2 separate regions of the Mus musculus genome follow, and region 1 is linked to region 2. A link is a contact called in public Hi-C data. All regions are on one chromosome and are shown on one strand. The core of a region is the stretch at or near the end of the contact, and the rest is flanking DNA. Distances in the headings are between cores, read along the strand shown. Region 1 has its middle 40 kb from the start of Celrr. Region 2 overlaps 2610027F03Rik (a long non-coding RNA gene).

What was found. A called contact is a pair of places that touch in the nucleus more often than the background predicts.
Region 1: a Hi-C map of neural progenitor cells shows a contact between it and region 2, with 2.0 times the contacts expected there. The contact joins two enhancer-like sites. A contact is called at or near these places in 3 of 484 Hi-C or Micro-C datasets (the HL-1 cell line, myocytes and neural progenitor cells), 5 of 115 datasets of contacts at active chromatin or transcription factors (astrocytes, embryonic stem cells, pancreatic cancer cells and 1 more) and 1 of 9 other capture datasets (embryonic stem cells).

What each region holds. Positions count from the first base shown.
Region 1 is chr1:121,046,369-121,049,089 of GRCm38.p6, reverse strand. No RefSeq gene overlaps it. Among named protein-coding and RNA genes, the nearest start is that of Celrr, 40 kb to the left of the region's middle. Within about 2 kb of position 1,464, at least 9 of the 459 cell types and tissues checked have an H3K27ac peak or open chromatin away from gene starts, as enhancers often do. A contact at or near this core is called in neural progenitor cells, where this site is marked.
Region 2 is chr1:120,752,307-120,755,006 of GRCm38.p6, reverse strand. The region is part of intron 2 of 2610027F03Rik (a long non-coding RNA gene); the gene reads right to left. Among named protein-coding and RNA genes, the nearest start is that of Gm29345, 52 kb to the left of the region's middle. Within about 2 kb of position 1,431, at least 8 of the 459 cell types and tissues checked have an H3K27ac peak or open chromatin away from gene starts, as enhancers often do. A contact at or near this core is called in neural progenitor cells, where this site is marked.

The DNA of each region.
Region 1 (2,721 bases), core at 215-2,714, 290 kb before region 2:
ACTATAATTCTAGCACGCATGAGATGAAGGTAAGAATGTCAGAAATTCAAAGTTACCCACAATTACATAGCCTGGACTATATGAGACCCAGATAAATATAATTTATTGGGAAAAACAATAGCCACAGGGCATTTTTGGAATAGAGATTATGCACATCTGTGCACTGCTCTCGCATACATGGATATATCTATATATCAATTATATCTATCTATCTATCTATCTATCTATCTATCTATCTATCTATCTATCTATTCCTATCTATGCACATCTATCTATCTACATATATCTATCTGTCCGTCCTTCTGTCTGTCAGAAGCTGAAAGAACTTATTGCCATTAGGACTTGAGTGAGGAGACCCATTTCAACCAAGGAGGTCTTCAAGGATGCTTAATCTGATCCTGTGTATAAAGGACCTGATTACCCTAAAGAACAGGACCAGGACTTAGTACCAAGTACTGTAGCACTACTCTGCACAGCTCCCCTAACCAGACCTTAGGTCTTGATTGTTTTTTGTTTTTGTTTTGTTTTGTTTCATTGTTAACTTGACCCAAGCTAGAGTCATCTGGGAAGAGGAAGCCCATTTGAGAAAGCCCCTCTGACAGCAAGTCTGATGGCACTTCCTTGATTAATGATTGACAGGTGAAGGTCTAGCCTACCATGGACAGTGCCATCCCTGGGCAGGCGGTCCTTGATTCTAGGAGAAAGCAGCCTGAGCAAGTCATGGGGAATTAGCCAGTAAGCAGCACCACAGGGAGGCTTGGAAACTTTTGGAACTTTAATACTAATAGATGGATCTATATAACAAGATTATTCGTTGTCGTAGAATATTGTGTCCTTTACAAAATGCAAAAGGCAGAAGAGACTCAATTTGCCTCTCTCTATCTTTGTCTCTATTTTTCTCTGTGTCTGTCTGTCTCTGTCTTTCTGTCTCTCCCTGTCTTTCTCTCCATGTGTCTCTGTCTCTGTCCCCCCATGCACGATCCAGTGTGAGCATGTGTACCCACACCTTCCAGCATGTGAATGTGGGTATGTGTATGCCAAGGTATGAGTGCAGTGGTTGAAGAACAGCCTCAGATGTCAGCTGTCACCTTCTTCCTCGTTTGAGACAGAGCCTCTGTATTTTTCTGCTTTGCACTTCACATTAGCTGGCCAGCAAATTTCCAACGATTTTCCTGTCTCCACCTCCAGTCTTGCCACAGGAGTTCTGAAGATTTAAACTGAGCTCCTCGTATTTGTTTGGCAAGTGCTTTTGCCCACTAAGCCATCTCTGCAGCCTTCAGTCTTTATTCAGTGAACTATCCCTGTTCATAAATGCTTTTAATGAGGCTCTGGTGTTCTTTGGAACAATCCCCCAGTCTCAAAGGAGAGATGCCCAGGATATCTGGCCAGAATCTCTCACAAGGAACTTCAAAGAGCCTGGCTGGAGATGGAAATGGTGAAGACAGAAGATGAGAACACTCTGTAGAGTCCCATGCAAACCCAGATTGGGCTTTGTCAAGGAGTAGGCGTGGGAACACTCGGGAACACATAGAAAGAAACACTGGGAATCATTTGCTATTTTTAGAGACATAGAAAGACAGAGAGAAAAAAGGAAGCAGGATCTTTTACAGTCAGGAAATGCAAACTTTGTAGTTCATCCTGGTTTTAACAAGAGTTCTTACAATGATTTATTCAATTAACCTCCTGCCCATGGCCCCTCCCACCTTTAAATAAGCAAGACTCTGAGAACAACAATTAGAACTTCGCTAACTGGAAGCTGAGGAAGTAGCAAGTGTTTTTTCTTTCTCTTTTCTTTTTTTTTTAACTCACTATTTGAGTCTGGTAATTTTTAAACATATAATTACCTCTTTTATTATACTTTGATTAGATTAAAATTAATGCATTATTAAGTCATGTTCCGTTCAACCATCTAGACTGCTGTATAGACACAGATAGCAATTCCTTTTTCCCCCTTCCCCAGGTCTAAGTTAATTAAATTCCCTTTAATTATAATTTACTAAAAAGCTTCACTTTTGCCACTATTATGTCTTTTGAACTTTGAAATTCAAAAAAAAAAAAGAAAGAAAAAAAAAGGAAGAGGGAACCTTAAAATGATCTTTTACAGGAGAAATGAACTGTCAGCGAATTCAGGCAAAATTAATTATTTCAGCTTGATAAACCTTTTCATCTATTTGACTCCTTATACAGAAAAGCCAATTAATAATGTCAAACATGCTTTGCCTCCAGGGACCCGCAAGTTCTAATGAGTCTGTTTACTGCGGAATGGCTACCAGAATGAGCTTCATGGAGAAATTTTCTAATCGTGCCACACCTGTCAAGCTTGGTCTCATTATCTGTGCACCAAGGGCAAAGCTCACTTTGTCAGTAGTGGTTTTCGAAGGACTAACAGATGCCTAGGGAGCTTGCACTACTGTCGCAGGAAGAAGAGTCACTTAATTACCAATCAGAGAGGCCAGGGTGAATGCTTAATGCTCTTTAGCTCCCACCTCCTTCAGCCCCACTCTCTGAACACATCTTATCACTGACCTAGAGCCTCGGTCCTTCTTGGTGCCCAGTGCTTCTCGACCCTGACCCCTTTCTCCTGTGTGCTTTGAGGTGATGATGGATGAGGTGTCTCTGGAAGCAGTGATTAATCATATGCATTGTACCACAAGTGAGGGCCATGTGGGGCTTGCTCCACCTGCATGGAAGCTGATAACTATTTCTTTGGTAGGGATGGAG
Region 2 (2,700 bases), core at 182-2,681:
TGCCTGTCTCTGCCTCCCAAGTGCTGGCATTACAGGTATGTGCCACCACATCTGGCTTGAGAAAGCATTTTGGAAACCATCCTGGTGAGTAAGTGACCAGTGTCTGTGTCATTTCCTCTCCACTTTATTTGGTATTAGACGTGGGGCTTTTTATATTTTTGCTGTTATTCAAATTCTCTTAAAGGTTGCAGATTTTATTTGTGTGTTGACCATGAAGTCCAGACAGAACTCAGTCTCTGCAGTGGAAGTCAAGGAGCAGAGTAACTGTGAGCCGAAAGCACAGCTAGCTAGTCTCGGGAAGGGATTTTTACAGGGTTCTCCGAGAACAGAGGCAGATAATAGAGTTATATCTGTTTAAAGAGGTAAATGCATCACGTGTGCACAATATAAAGCAGAGGGTTCCTAATGGCTGAGAAAGGAGAAAGGAAAGCTATTTGGTAGTAGCCTGGTGAACTTTGGCTGAACTTCGGGGTTTGGCAGGCCCTGGTGTGGACAGTCTAGGATGAGACATTAGGGCTTGCATCTGAGAAGCTGACATCAAGCAGACAGGAAGACATGATATCTTATTTTCCTGAGCCATGCTGACACAAATGGAACTCCCTTATTATTTTCTTATGCCAGTAAAGTTGTGCTTGGAATTTAAGCATTTTGCCTGCAGATGTGGAAGGGGCTGGGGTTGGGTTTAATTTAAATAATTGGCAGATTGTTTAGTAGCACTCCAAAGATGGGGTGCGCTCTTCAGCTGAGTTCAATTTGATGAGCCGGGGGCTTCTGATCTCTCAAGGTAAAACTGCAGTACTTGAGAAACAGAGTGTTCCAAGGGCCCGCTGCAGAGGCTACAGCTGGCTTTGTTCATGGAAGAAAAGGCAGAGGACCCAAGGCCCTCTCTGATTTGCTTGACTTTTTACCTATTCTTGTCCCCCATTCTGCGTATGTGCGTGTGTGTGCATGTGCGTGTGTGTTTGAATGTACCTATGATTATGCAAGTGTGTAGGCAGAGACCACAGGCTAACGTTGAGTGTCGTTTCTCAGTCTACCTTATTTAAAGAATTACTATCCTTACAATTCTGTGTGTCTTTCTGTTGCCTCTTCGCCTTGTTTTTTGAGGTAGGGTCTCTCACTGGGTCTTGGGATCTGGGTGTTTGTCAACTCAGCAAGGCTTACAAATCTTACACATCTCTGCCTCTCCAGCACTGGGTTGCCAATGCATGCTGTGATGCACCAGCTGTTTCCTTGGGTACTGAAAAACCAACTCAGAAGTGCATACTTACACAGCAAGCACTTTACAGCCTACTCAGCCATCTCCCCAGCCCCTGCTTCTTCACTTTAAGGAAAATGAATTACCACAGGAAAGTTTGGGTAGTGCCAGGGAGTGATGGACAAAGCCAGGAAAGCATGAGACATTCACCATCAGACAGAACAAGGGCCCGCTTGTTCTAAACTACACATTCTCTCTCTGCCTGTAGCATCATTTGCCTTCCAAGTTTTTTCAAGCCTTAGCAATTATGTGTTTGTGCTGTTTACAAAGCCTCCTTCCCCATCTATGTTTACTTGCCTGGTTTTTCTATAGATGGTATGTGAGTTCCCTGGAGCCCAGGCATAGATGTATGATTGTATGTCCATTAAACCCCAGCCAAGCGTTTTCATCTTCCAAAGGAGGATTTGTTTGACCCGTAAGGCCCCACATACTAAACAATACAGGGGAATGTTTCTGGGAAGAAAGTAAGATGTCAGTGTACATTACAACCCCCATGGGGAATCGCAGAACATTCATAAAGGACGAAAGAATCATACTTTATAATGAAATGTACCTCATATAATTTATGACCCAATACTCGGAGATGAGCTTTTCCCTGGGACTTTAAGTCCGTATGTGAGGCAGAAGATTGTGTATGATCCTAGAAACTTCTTAATAATGATCTGGAGGAAGCAGGAATGTTTTTCAATCTGGACAATGACCAAAAGAGGTTTGTATTGACCTCTGAGAGCTCCCAGAGAGGATGGGTAGTCCCCCTCCCTCCACTGTGGTCAGCCTGCTGGGTGTGGTGATAACGTTAGCCTCGGACTCAGAGAACTATTCCTTTCTCCACTAAAAGAGGAGAGGATGGAGTCTGTTCAAGAGGTCAATGAGAGATGAGGAGAGACTTCCTCTGGTAAGATGCTGGCCACAGGGACACAAGGGGCTGAGCACAATCCCCAGAACCCACTGTCTTAGTTACCTTTCCCAATGCAGGGAAATCAACATGAACACACGAAAGACTGTGCACAAAACACCTTTACAGAAGCAACACAAAGGAGAAAGGGTTTGTTTTCCCTCACAGTTCAAGGACACAGTCCAAGGCAGAGAAGTCAAGAGGAAGGGTAGCAGAGCTTCAGACAGCTGATCATGTTATAACCACAGTGTGGACCTTTCAGCACATCTATTAACCTAATTAACATAGTCCCTCACAGGCATGCTGAGAGGTTAAGTAATACCTCAGGTATGCCCAGAGACTTGTATCCTAATCTTGTCAAGTTGATAACATTAAGTATCACATGCATGTTTAAAAAAAAAAGAAAAAGCCAGTCAGGATGGCATCTACTTGTGGAAAGGTGAACTCCAGCAGATCTCTTGGGATTCAATGGCCGAGCCAGCCAGCCTATCTCAGAAAAGGAGGTAGACTTTGCCTTAATCTGAGGTTACGCTCTGGTCCTCTACAC